2 separate regions of the Triticum aestivum genome follow, and region 1 is linked to region 2. The links are chromatin contacts, called in public Hi-C maps. All regions are on one chromosome and are shown on one strand. Each heading gives the region's core, a stretch centred on a gene start, on an enhancer-like site or on the middle of the called end of the contact. The rest is flanking DNA. Distances are from core to core; before and after follow the strand shown.

Region 1 (5,883 bases), core at 29-2,528, 540 kb after region 2:
GTCTTAGGACCATCCTGCAGTAGTGTAGAGTCATGTTCGATGATAATCATGTCATCAACATATAGAATAAGAATCCTACCTCATGACGAAATGTAGCTAGACAAATATCGCAAGGTCATAATCACTCGTAGAAAAGCCATCAGAAGTAACCATAGAGGTGAAACCGCAAACGAGTCCTGCAGATTAGTTGAGGCCAGAGAGAGAGAGAGAGAGAGAGAGAGAGAGAGAGAGAGACCATGCCATTGGGGAGCACAATACCTAAGTGTGGATGCATGTAGGTCTCCTCACACGATTCACCATTAAGAAATGCATTCTTATTATCAAGCTGGGAGATAAACAAGTGACGAAGAGAAGCGACAACAAGGGCACGGAGGTTAATCATGTGAGACGTAGACCAATAATATGGATACTCATGAACTTTCTACTTTCTAATAGTAGAAAGTCCATGACATGCTCTAGATGTTGTGTCAATGTGGCCATATTCAATCAACATGCGTGATGTGATATTGAATGGTCGTGTGATGTGTTATAGCCGGTTGTAGTTCTTCCTGTGTATATCGTGCTTTACCTTTCTCCGATTGATATATTGAAGACATGAAACAATGTCATAGGGTTAGGCCATACCATGAGAACATAATTGTTTACTCGTGTCACCACCCATGGCTAAGTACGAATCTGCTAGTATTCCTGTAAAAAATCAGTGCAACCCATGCCCCCTCAGACACAATGTGCTTTAATTTTCGCTTGTGCGCACTAATGATGATTTTCTAATGAGCAATCTCTTGGTTTGTTGTATTATATTGGTAGCATTTTTGTACTATCACTAGCTATTCAAGCAGACGGAACAATTATCGAATGTATGCATCACAAATTTTCAAAATGATCCTTAACTATGTAACAAAGGTGTTGATGGAATTTGTAGACATTGTTGTACAGTAACTTGTTATTTTGTTGCGGGAGTTATATAACCGAGTTTGACAAGAAACAAAAACTACAAGTCCAGTTACAGTAGAATCAACGGAGAATATCATGCCAGGCAAAGAACCGCCATGTTACAATCTGTTTTTTGTTGGGATATCGTTCTACTCAAAGAATTCAACAGAAAATTTCATAAATTACAATATGTTACGCCGTATTCTTGTACAGTTGGAGTACTAGAGAAGCGAAAAGCGATGAGTGCAGCACTCCGTTCCGTTCCGTTCCGTGAAGGAAGAGGAGACGTCACGTCACCACCGAGTCGTCTCTTTGTTCGCCCTCGCGACCAATCCAACTCGAGAGTCGAGACTACTCTTCGCATCTCCTCTTCCTCTCAAGTCCTAACTACCTAACCGCCCCCCAAATCCCCGAACCCTAGCTCTACCCCACCCCCACCCCCACGACGCAGCCGGCCGCCATGGCCGAGACCGTCGACGACAAGCTCGCCTACTTCCAGGCCGTCACAGGCATCTCCGACCCCGACCTCTGCACCGAGATTCTCGTGGCCAACAACTGGGACCTCCAGCTCGCCGTCTCCTCCATCACCGGCGACCCCTCCTCGCCCGAGCCGTCCACTTACGCCCCGCCGCCCCCGCCTCCGCTGGAGTCCGATTCCATCGCCTACCACCCCCCTGCGCCGGCTCCGCAGCAGCAGCAGCAGCCCGGGATCGCGTGGAGGCTGGTGACGCTCCCCTTCTACGTCGTCTCCGGTGGGGTCGGCCTCGTCACCGGTTCCATCCGTCTCGGTGTCTGGGTCGCAAGCGGCGTGCTGTCCCGATCCCTCTCCCTCCTCGGCCTCGCGCTGGGCGGAGGTGACCGCTTGCTTGAGCTGCCCCCCTCCGCTGCCGAGGCGGTTGACTTCCTGGCCGAGTTCGAGCACGAGTTTGGGGCTGGCCGTGGCCCGCGCTTCGTTGCTGAGGGATTTGCCGACGCGCTGCAGCGTGCACAGCGTGAATACAAGCTTCTCTTCGTGTACCTCCACTCCCCTGACCACCCGGATACCCCAGCATTCTGCGGTGGTTGCCTCTGCTCTGAGCCGGTGGCCGCCTTCATAGATGAGAACTTCGTTGCATGGGGTGGTAGCATCAGAAGGACTGAAGGGTTCAAGATGAGCAACAGCCTGAACGCATCACGCTTCCCGTTTTGTGCGCTAGTCATGGCATCTACGAACCAGAGAATTGTGCTGTTGCAGCAGGTATGGTGTTGTTGTGCTCATCAATTATTTTTCTTCTAAGATCCAGTTTCCTTGCTGCTTGGATTCTGGGTTTCAGAGTCTGTTAATTAGCACATGGATTATACTGCAGGTGTTTGTGTGGGGATCGATATAACTTTGTATTATTAGATAAGCTTAGCTGAGTATGCGGGTTACTTGCAGGGGCTATTGTAGAAGGAGTTTGCGATTCTTTAATTACGATGTTTCATTCATTATGATGTGTTCATGCAGTTGCTTAGAACAATAGTTATAGATCTGTGGCTGTGTGAGTTAGTTAAGCCTCTTGCTATGCCCTTGTGCTGATAGACTAATAGCTGGTTATAGTAAGATTGGCCTACCTTCAGAATATAATTGCATCACTTATTGAGCTTAGTTGTCCTGGAGATGTATATGTGCTGTCATAGAGAAAATCTTTTATCCTACACTGTTTGTGATGTACTATGTGTGAACACTATGAAGTAATCAAAAACCATGATATCTTTCACAAATTATTTTTATCAACCTTCCTCTATTGTCTAATTATCTCTATTTGTTAATCTGTATTGGAATTTAAAGTTGAGTTGAGAGGTGAGATTAAATAGTGCAGTTTTAGTAATAATTAGCATTCACTTGTTTTACTGCAATGATACATCAATTGGAATTTTAGGAGTTCTTTTTTAGTTCTTATACTCAGTTTTCAATTCCAGTCCCAAACAATTGAAATGTTCTCCCTTGGGATTACACATTCCTGGTCCTGAATATCTTGAGATCTTGTAGTCCTATAACGAACAACTAAACCTGTCATTTCCCATTCCTGTTAGCCAATTTGAATGAATCTAACATACCATAGGGTACTGGATGCATTTACACGATTCCTCTATAAACCTTTATACTTGAATTTCGTGCTACTCCAATGAACTTGAGCAAAAACTGCTCATGATATTGCAAAATTAGTTTGGTAATGCTTCTTTGCAAGATTCAAACGAGATGGTGCACTTGTGGGACTTTATTTCCGAAGATACAGGAATTTGCTTTGTTTCTCCCCAAGATATTTTTATCAATCCAGATCCCAGGACTCACAAAAAAATCCAGAAAAGGCTACTGGGGTTTTTCTTAACTAAATTGTTCTTTGAAAGAATAAAGTTTGTCCCATGGTCCAGGATCTCACCTCATTTTGCTTGCAAACATCACAACTTGCGCACATTCACAGGTCCTTCATGTAGATAATTAATTGCTCACGTACACTGCATCTGATTGCGTCCAATTACTACCAGCAATTGATGCATTCTCTTCTACTCCATCCGTACCAAAATATAAGACGTTTTTTTAGTTCGACTGCAAAAACGTCTTATATTTTGGTACAGAGGTAGTAGATGGCTGCGTATGTAGATGACAAAAATTCAGGAAGTTTCACTTGTCAATTGTTGGTTATATTATAAGCTACTGCGTGGCATTATGATTTCTTAAAATTTGGTATATACATCGTCTCTAGTCTCATTTTAGTACATAGAAATCAAGCATGGTCATATAGTAATTTAACTGTCTGATCTGATTATGCACTTTCTACTCATGGGTGATGCTAAAGTGGTTGTTAAAATATATAGATATTGATGATTTGCACACGGGAACGGGAAAAACTATACTTCAGGGGCGACCTTATTATTGATAATCGTTATGATGTTGCTTGCTCCTCCAGTACATGGGCAGCATGGCTGATTTTGGCAAGAAAACCCCATTGTTTTCTATACCCACCAAGCACACTAGCCTACTCAGCCCAGGTACCCCATTAAGGCACTACCGCAATAGTAAAATCCCATCACCCATTGCCCTTGTAAAATCACATGCCCTCTGCAGCAGAGAAATGAGCAGAGGCAGCCACTCATGAAGAAGCGGAGTAGGGAGAAGGAAAGTGGAATCACACCTGGGTGGCTGGGTGAGATGGAGCAGGTGGACGGTGGTGCTCTAACTCCGGCACAGAGGGAGGTGTGTTGTACCGGCGGCGCTCAGATCTGGGGTGAGAGCGCAGGCCGGTTGGAGCGTCGGCGGCCAACGACTGCTCATCTCCTTCTCTAGGTTGGCATTGAGCAGCGGTGGATTTTTGGTTTTCGTTGCCGGTGTGGGTAGGGAGCAGGTGGTGGTGCTCAGATATGGGCTGGGGCCTTACCGGTGGAGGCGCATCGAGGGGAGAATAATGCCCTGCTGCGCTGTGCTGTGCGAGGGCTTTTGTATTAGAGTGTTAGGTTTCCTCCGTATCCCACGTGTATCACCAGGTATCTCCACCATATCCTATTTATTTTAATCTTTTTGGAAAATGGAAAATGGTCCGATACTTTTCAAGGGGTATCCGGACGTATAAAACCCCTGGTATGCTCATTTTGTGCCGTATCCGCGTACCATAGGATTCCAGAGTGAAATGTTGTGATATATTCTTACTCTTTCCTTGCCTGCCTTTGTACATCATGTGTGATAGTACCACTGGATCCTGAGATTGTTGATAGATTGCTTTCTTTACCTGATAAGTAAAGTGAAATGATGCATCTTGGGAAGAATGGTGGTCGTTTGGATTTAGAACTGGCCACTATGTTTCTTATATCGACATATTAAAGCGTTAGACTGTTGTTTAATTGCTTCTTTAACACTTTGATTGGTCAGTTTTGCTCATGCATTTTCTTCTGATCTTCCAAAGGTTGAGGGGCCCAAATCACCTGAAGAAATGATAACAATTCTTCAGAGAGTTGTTGAAGAATGCACTACGTCCCTTGTTGCTGCCAGGATTGAAGCTGAAGAAAGACTAAACAATCAACGTTTGCGTGAGGAACAAGATGCTGCTTACAGAGCTGCACTTGAAGCTGATCAGGTACCTTAAGCTATATATGACTTATGGGGATCCTTCAATAGTTTTTATTGTTTGTGCTTCGGTTGTAGAAGTATCTATTCCTGTCTAATGGTAAGAAAGGAAGGTAGGTCAGATGTTGTAATAACTCCTTGGTTTTGCTTCTGTAAAAAGCACCATGCCTCATAAGGATCACATTTGTGCATTCACGGTAAGTGCGTCGTTTAAGGTGTGATTCAAGCAGTGCACACACATGCCACTATATTTTCTCCTAGTGTTGGGACGTTTTCATGTAGCACTGATTTAATCACGCAATTATGACCAGGCCAGGGAACGCCAGATGAGAGAGGAACAAGAAAGACTTGAAAGAGAGGCCGCGGAGGCTGAGAGGAAGCGTATAGAAGACGAGGAAGCACAAGCCAGGGCAGTCCAAGAAGCAGCTGAAAAGGAAGCCGCTCTTGCAAGGAGACGGCAAGAGAAGGCAATGGCTCTTGGCGCTGAGCCAGAGAAAGGGCCTGACATTACTCGAGTATGTTTAACGCTCTTTTCACGCTATCAACAACCTTTTGCCAATTCTTACTCTAGTATAACATGTGCAGAACCACATCTTTCTGCTTTTCAAGCATTTTTCTTCTTTTGTTGATCACCAAATATCAGTGTAGTACCTTATGCTGCATTTTCTTCCTAATTTGTTACTTATTACACCCCTCCGTTCCATAATGCTTGTCGTGGTTTTAGTTCAAATTTGAACTAAAACCATGACAAGCATTATGGAACGGAGGGTGTAACTTTTTAAGGGGCTAGATAGGGACACATCGTTCCTGAATTTGATATTATCTATGTACACATGACCTGCATTATCTGAACATGAGGTATATGTTGT
Region 2 (5,835 bases), core at 568-3,067:
CCTTCATTCCATAATGTAGTGTCCATAGTTTTTTTTTTCAAAACTCAAACTTTCCAAACTCTGACCATGTTTATAGAAAAAATCGTGTACATATATAATATCAAAAGCATATCAATGGATGCGTTATGAGTTATATTTCCGTATTGTATATTCTTGGTATTGATGTAGATTGTCTCTTCTATAAACTCAGTCAAAGTTTGCTAATTTTAACTTTTTAGAAAATATATGAGCGCTACATTATGATACGGAGGGAGTACGAAGTGCAATATTATAATACAGAATGTCAAAAAACCCTGATGCAAAAAATATATAAAAAAAAACTTTGCGGTGCACATGCATGCAAATCAAACAGTGTGTACTGCGGAGAGACAGAGTTGTCACCTTCGATTAGTGTAGTAGGATCGGGCACCGTTGAGAACAAACCCATATTCCTCCACGAGGTACACAAGATTGAGCACGATGTCCTTTGCTGTGTCGTACATTTTGCTCACCAGTAATCCCCTGCATGCATGCATGCATCAAGCCAAGCAGAAATCAAACATCTACTACACCACCCTGTCCTTTTTTTGGTGTGTGTGTGTGTGGGAATATACTACATACACTACCCTGTCGGTGTACCGGGACAACAACACGAACCGGCTACTGCAATTTCCTCTAGAATGAACCAAGGACGGACGGATCAACCTCAGTGGATCCTCGATTGGGACAAATTTTAATGGAGCGAGCGGCCCCCGGCCGGCCCTGCGCCGGTCAGCGAAGCACCACGTCCCATCCCATATGAAAACAAATCAGCTGCCCACAGTATGCTTCCTTTGATTACGTGACAAAGGTGAAGAGACAAGCGAGCTAGGGGAACTCCACCACGTAAGCCCGAAACAGTCCAAACGGCAACCTACCTAGCTACTTCTGTCTTCTAGTACTAGCTGACAATTGGAAGAACACGTGAAGCTACTTTGAGAGGTTCGTGGACGACCAATAATGGAGGGGCCGAGAGGAATACGAGGTGTATGGAGTAGGCACGGACCTGACGACCCAGTACGAGTCCCAGTAGTAGACCTCCCGGAACCTGGAGCCCGGCACGACGACCCTGCCGGGCAGCGGCAGCAGGGTGTGCCGGTCGGGCCGCGCCGCGACGGACGGCGCCACCCGCCGCGCCAGGTCCTTCCACAGCGCGTGCACCTGCAGCGCCCACGCCCGCGCCTCGCCGCTCGCGACCCTCGGCAGGAACCCGCGCGGCTCGGCCTCGAAGTCCGGCGGGTCGGCCTCCACCAGGTCCGAACCCGCCCGCGCGAAGTACCGGGCCAGGAACGCCTCCATCTCCCCCCGCGTGGTTACCGCCGCGACCGCGGCCTCCGCGGCGGCCCGGTCGGCGCCGGGCGCGAGCGGCAGGTCGACGTAGAGCTTGGGGTCGAAGTCGCGCGGCCCCAGCACGCGCAGCGCCCCCGACTGCACGCGCTGCAGCAGCGCGAGGAGCGCGCGGGCGCCCTCGCCGTGATCGCCCTCGCCGGCGGCGGCGTGGGCGGGCTCCATCTGCGCTGCGCTGAGCAGAGAGACGAGGAGGAGGAGAACGGGCAGTAGTAGAAGATGGCGCGGAGGCGGGGCCATTCGGTGAAGATGAAGAGAGGGTTTTCTGTTCTGTTGCGGAATTTGCGGGGGCGTGACGTCCGTGCGGGAACGGGAAAGGGTGTCCCGGTTGAGACGGTTCCGCTTCCGTACGGCGGCGAGCGGGGCGACGGGGGCGCGGCGGACTCTTCCTTCCTCTCCCCTCCCGCGGTTGGCTGATGGAAAGCGGAAATGATAATTTTGCTGGCGGTTTGGGCTTTGCGACGCGTGGGTTTTTATTCGGAACGGGGGGGAGGCGCCTGCCGACCTGGGCCGGCCGTTGGGATCGATGTCCAGTGGACGCATGTGTAGCGGTTGGGTTTCTCTTTTCTTTTTCGTTGGTGGCTCGCTGGCCTCCACGTCAGTCGGCGCTGGCGATGGCGGTGGCCGGATACCTTCGCGGCGGCAGGGGAGGGGGACGCGCGCCACCCACCATGGACGGAGGACATATGATACGCTGGTCAGTGGTGACGGCGCCTGATTTGCGTCGTTGGACGTGATTAGACGGACCGATCACGTCAGTTCTTCTTTACACAGTACAATCACACGTGCTTACATACACGCACATACACTCACATGCACCTTGTACTTATTGAGTCCGTACGACATCTTAAGATTGACAAAGTTATTACATACACCTCGTAATCAAAGAATTAAAATCCATTAACAGTCGCACAAAGGCCGATCGCTGGTGATGGCCACGTTAATCATTTTTACTGTGCCGAGAGAAAAAGGAAACGAAGCGTGGGAACAGAAAAGCTCATCGAGCCCCACGCGCCACCTCCACTCATCAGGATGTTTCCTTCCCAATGAAGGCAGCTCCGCACAACACGCTTCTTCCCCACGCTGCCAATCCCATCTCCGCTCGCCTTCTCCTCTCCCGGGTCCCTTCACCGCTGGCTCAACCACTTCTCCTTCTCTTCCCCCCCCCCCCCCCCCCGCTTCTCTCCTCCTAGCTGAGTCCTCGACTAGATGGGCGTTCGGCACATGAGGCTCGGGGTGGTCGTGGCAACGGCTGTCGGTGTCAAAACCGGCAGATCTCGGGTAGGGGTTCCCGAACTGTGTGTCTAAGGATCGAAGGTAACAGGAGGCAGGGGACACGATGTTTACCCAGGTTTGTGCCCTTTTAATGGATGTAATACCCTACTTCCTGCTTGATTGACTTTGATGGATATAGGGGTTACAAGAGTTGATTTACCTTGAGATCGTAATGGCTAATCCCTAGATGTCTAGACCTGCATGATTGTGATTGCCTCTACAGACTAAACCCTCCAGTTTATATAGACATAGGAGGGGCCTAGGGTTGTACAGAGTCGGTTTACAGAGAAAGGTAAAATGTATTATCCGAACGTCAAGCTTGCCATCCACGCAAAGGAGAGTCTCATCTGGACACGAGGGAGGGCCTTTTGTCTTGTATCTTCACGACCCATTAGTCCGGCCCATGTAACATAAGCCGGCTCCCCGAGGACCCCATAATCCAGGACTCCCTCAGTAACCCCTGAACCGGACTTCAATGACGATGTATCCGGCGCACAGATTGTCTTCGGCATTGCAAGGCGGGTTCCTTCTCCGAATACTCCAAAGCAGTCTTCCGCATATAAGAGCTGTATCCAGCTCTGTTTAATAATTACAACCCTAAGCTGTAAGGGCAAAAATTCTTAAACAAAGTAAGTCACGTCCACTGGTAACTTTTTCGGCGAGGCGTTATGTCCTTATTCTGAACCGTTTTACAGCCCCGCTTCGCGTTTCGAGGCACGGCCATTGACACGTCTTCTCAAAGTAGAGATTGTGTCCCCTTATCACGGGATTCTCATTAGTACAGGCTTGGGTAATCCAACTGTGTCGTTCGCACGTCCCCTTGGGAACAGGCGGGGTTTAAGGCTTATGAGGGGATGCTTGATATCCACCGCCTTTATAAGAAGATGTTCGATGAGTTTTTTTATTCAATATAATATATTTTTAGGAACTCACATAATTTTCTTTTATCTTGGATGAGTTTTGAGTGCAGATTCTAGGGACATGTGCACACTGGTATATGTACAGCTATTTGATCTTTTCTCGTTAGCCAACATATCCATGCATGGCAAGGTGCCCTACGTGCTACTACTACATGCATGCACCAATTGTGCCATGCACGTAACAAAGGTTTAGCGTGGCCTATAGTTTGTATGCATACACTATACATGTCTGTATTTGAGCATTTATGCCCGGCTAGCAAGCTCGCATTTATACGTACCCGAATACTTGCTCATATGCATACACTGTATAGCATACACATTCGAGTATCTGCAGCAAGGGCTCACGTATATGCCTCCGAGCACCGCAATATTTAGGAAAACGATTGGAGCCGGTGCGCCGGCCGAACTTTGCGCTGGCTCGCGGGCCACGCTGGCTCACACGAACACGCAAACAACCACCCCGCGTGAGACACGTGTATATGATGGGTCCCGCACGACTTTTCCTCTTCTTCCACCTCCAGCCCATCCATCGCAGCTCTGCTCCTCCACACAGCCTTCCCAGGCTGCTCGCAACCTCCAGAAGCTCTCATTGGCGACGAGAGCTCGCGTGCGACGGTGCGCAACACCGCCCCTCCTTCATGGCCGGCGAGCCCCTCTGCCATCCTCCTCCTTAATTTGTATCCCCGCTAGCTCCCTGCGGCCATGGCCGTCTACACCCCTCGGATCTCAGCCATGGCCTCCGCCCAACTACAACTTCGAGTCCCCGCCGGTGAAGCTACGAAAGCATCTATCGGGGTGCTGCAACCAGAGCTGTAAGCCTACAACCACAGGGCACACGCTGGACGGCGAGGACGGGGCGGCGCTGCTCCTAGCAAAAAACTAATGTCGCAATTTTTGCTAAATGCTTCAACCGGCATAACATTTTGCTACAACCGACATCGCATTTTGCTACAACCGTCGTCACGTTTTGCTACAACACATAGCCGGCGTCGCAGTTTTGCTATAACTAGCGTCACTTTTTGCTACATCCGGCATCACGTTTTGCTGCATCCATCACGACCGAGTTATGACCCGCGACGGCGGCGATGACAATTTTGCGGCAAGCGTCGTAGTTTTTTGCTACAACCGACAACACGTTTTGTGACATCCATTCTTTTTCTAGAACGCAATGGCTGCTACGTGCAACGACGAGCTACAAACGGCGACGACGGTGACAGACTTTTTTGCTGCAACCATTTTCCCCGTTTGCTACGACCGTGCAATAGAAAGCTGCAACGGGCGCCATGGGAGCCACATGCCAGCGGCAACGGCAAACGTCGAGCTGCAACCGGCGGCAACAAGAGCTGATCCAGCGGAGCTGCAACCGGCGACTGGTGTTGCTGGAGCCACGGCCATCACCAGCGAGGAGGAGCTGCAACCCACATGCGAAGTTTTTGCTGCATGCGTGGATCTGGACGGCGGCGACCGGCGGCGAGTGCGGCATCCAGCAGCACGGGAGTGGCGGAGAGAGGGGTTGTAGATGAGGGGGTAGCGGCCGGCGGGCCAGGGGGCAGCCAGGCGACAGGGAGCCGCGCTCGCGCTGCGCGCGGAGAGGATGAAGGAGAGAGAGAAGTCAACTCACAGATCGGACGGTTGCTCGCTGGATCGGGTGGCTGGGGTTGGACCGGCCGAGCCGTTTGGGCCGGTGCGCCGGCGCCTAACATCGCCCCAATATTTAGCTATCCGAGGTATCCACGATGTATTGATCGGATTTTTTTAAGTGAGTATTGATCGGATTTGATCTACATGTGTACATCTTTACCTACTAATAAAGTAAATAGTGTTTCTGGTCGTCCGTCATAGAAATCGCCCTCGAAGTTCGCATAAATTACCCACTATGCCATCCATATGTAAAATGATTCGGATTTATTTCAAAATCACCGCCGACTTAGTTCTTATAGGATGATACACTCATACAACAAAAGATCACAGGTAGCCCAATGGCCAAGGCTTTCGCCTAGCACGCGGGAGACCAGTGTTCGATCCCTGGTTCCTACACTTTTTCCTCCTTTTTGGCTCCGTAGGAAGCGCAGGTCTTCCACCCGCACGCGCTAATAGGCCGGCCCATAATTGGCTGGTGGTGGGCCCTGTTTTCTATTCTCTTTTTTGCTTTTTACTTTCTTATTTCTGTTTCATTTATTCTTCTTTAAATTAGTTCAGGATTTTGAAAAGAATCAAATTTCGAAAAGTTGAGAGATTTATTGAGAAGTCATAAAAATATTCATGTTTTCAAAAT

What was found. A called contact is a pair of places that touch in the nucleus more often than the background predicts.
Region 1: a Hi-C map of leaf shows a contact between it and region 2, with 3 times the contacts expected there. The contact joins the promoter of LOC123124219 here to the promoter of LOC123124209 in region 2. A contact is called at or near these places in 2 of 5 Hi-C or Micro-C datasets (both in leaf).

The regions. Positions count from the first base shown.
Region 1 is chr1B:362,337,601-362,343,483 of IWGSC CS RefSeq v2.1, forward strand. LOC123124219 (plant UBX domain-containing protein 10) reads left to right here and starts at 1,279. Exons shown (of 4, transcript XM_044544884.1): 1 at 1,279-2,170; 2 at 4,854-5,024; 3 at 5,326-5,529. The coding sequence starts at 1,394.
Region 2 is chr1B:361,801,796-361,807,630 of IWGSC CS RefSeq v2.1, forward strand. LOC123124209 (probable trehalase) reads right to left here and starts at 1,818. Exons shown (of 11, transcript XM_044544874.1): 1 at 1,025-1,818; 2 at 382-501. The coding sequence starts at 1,605.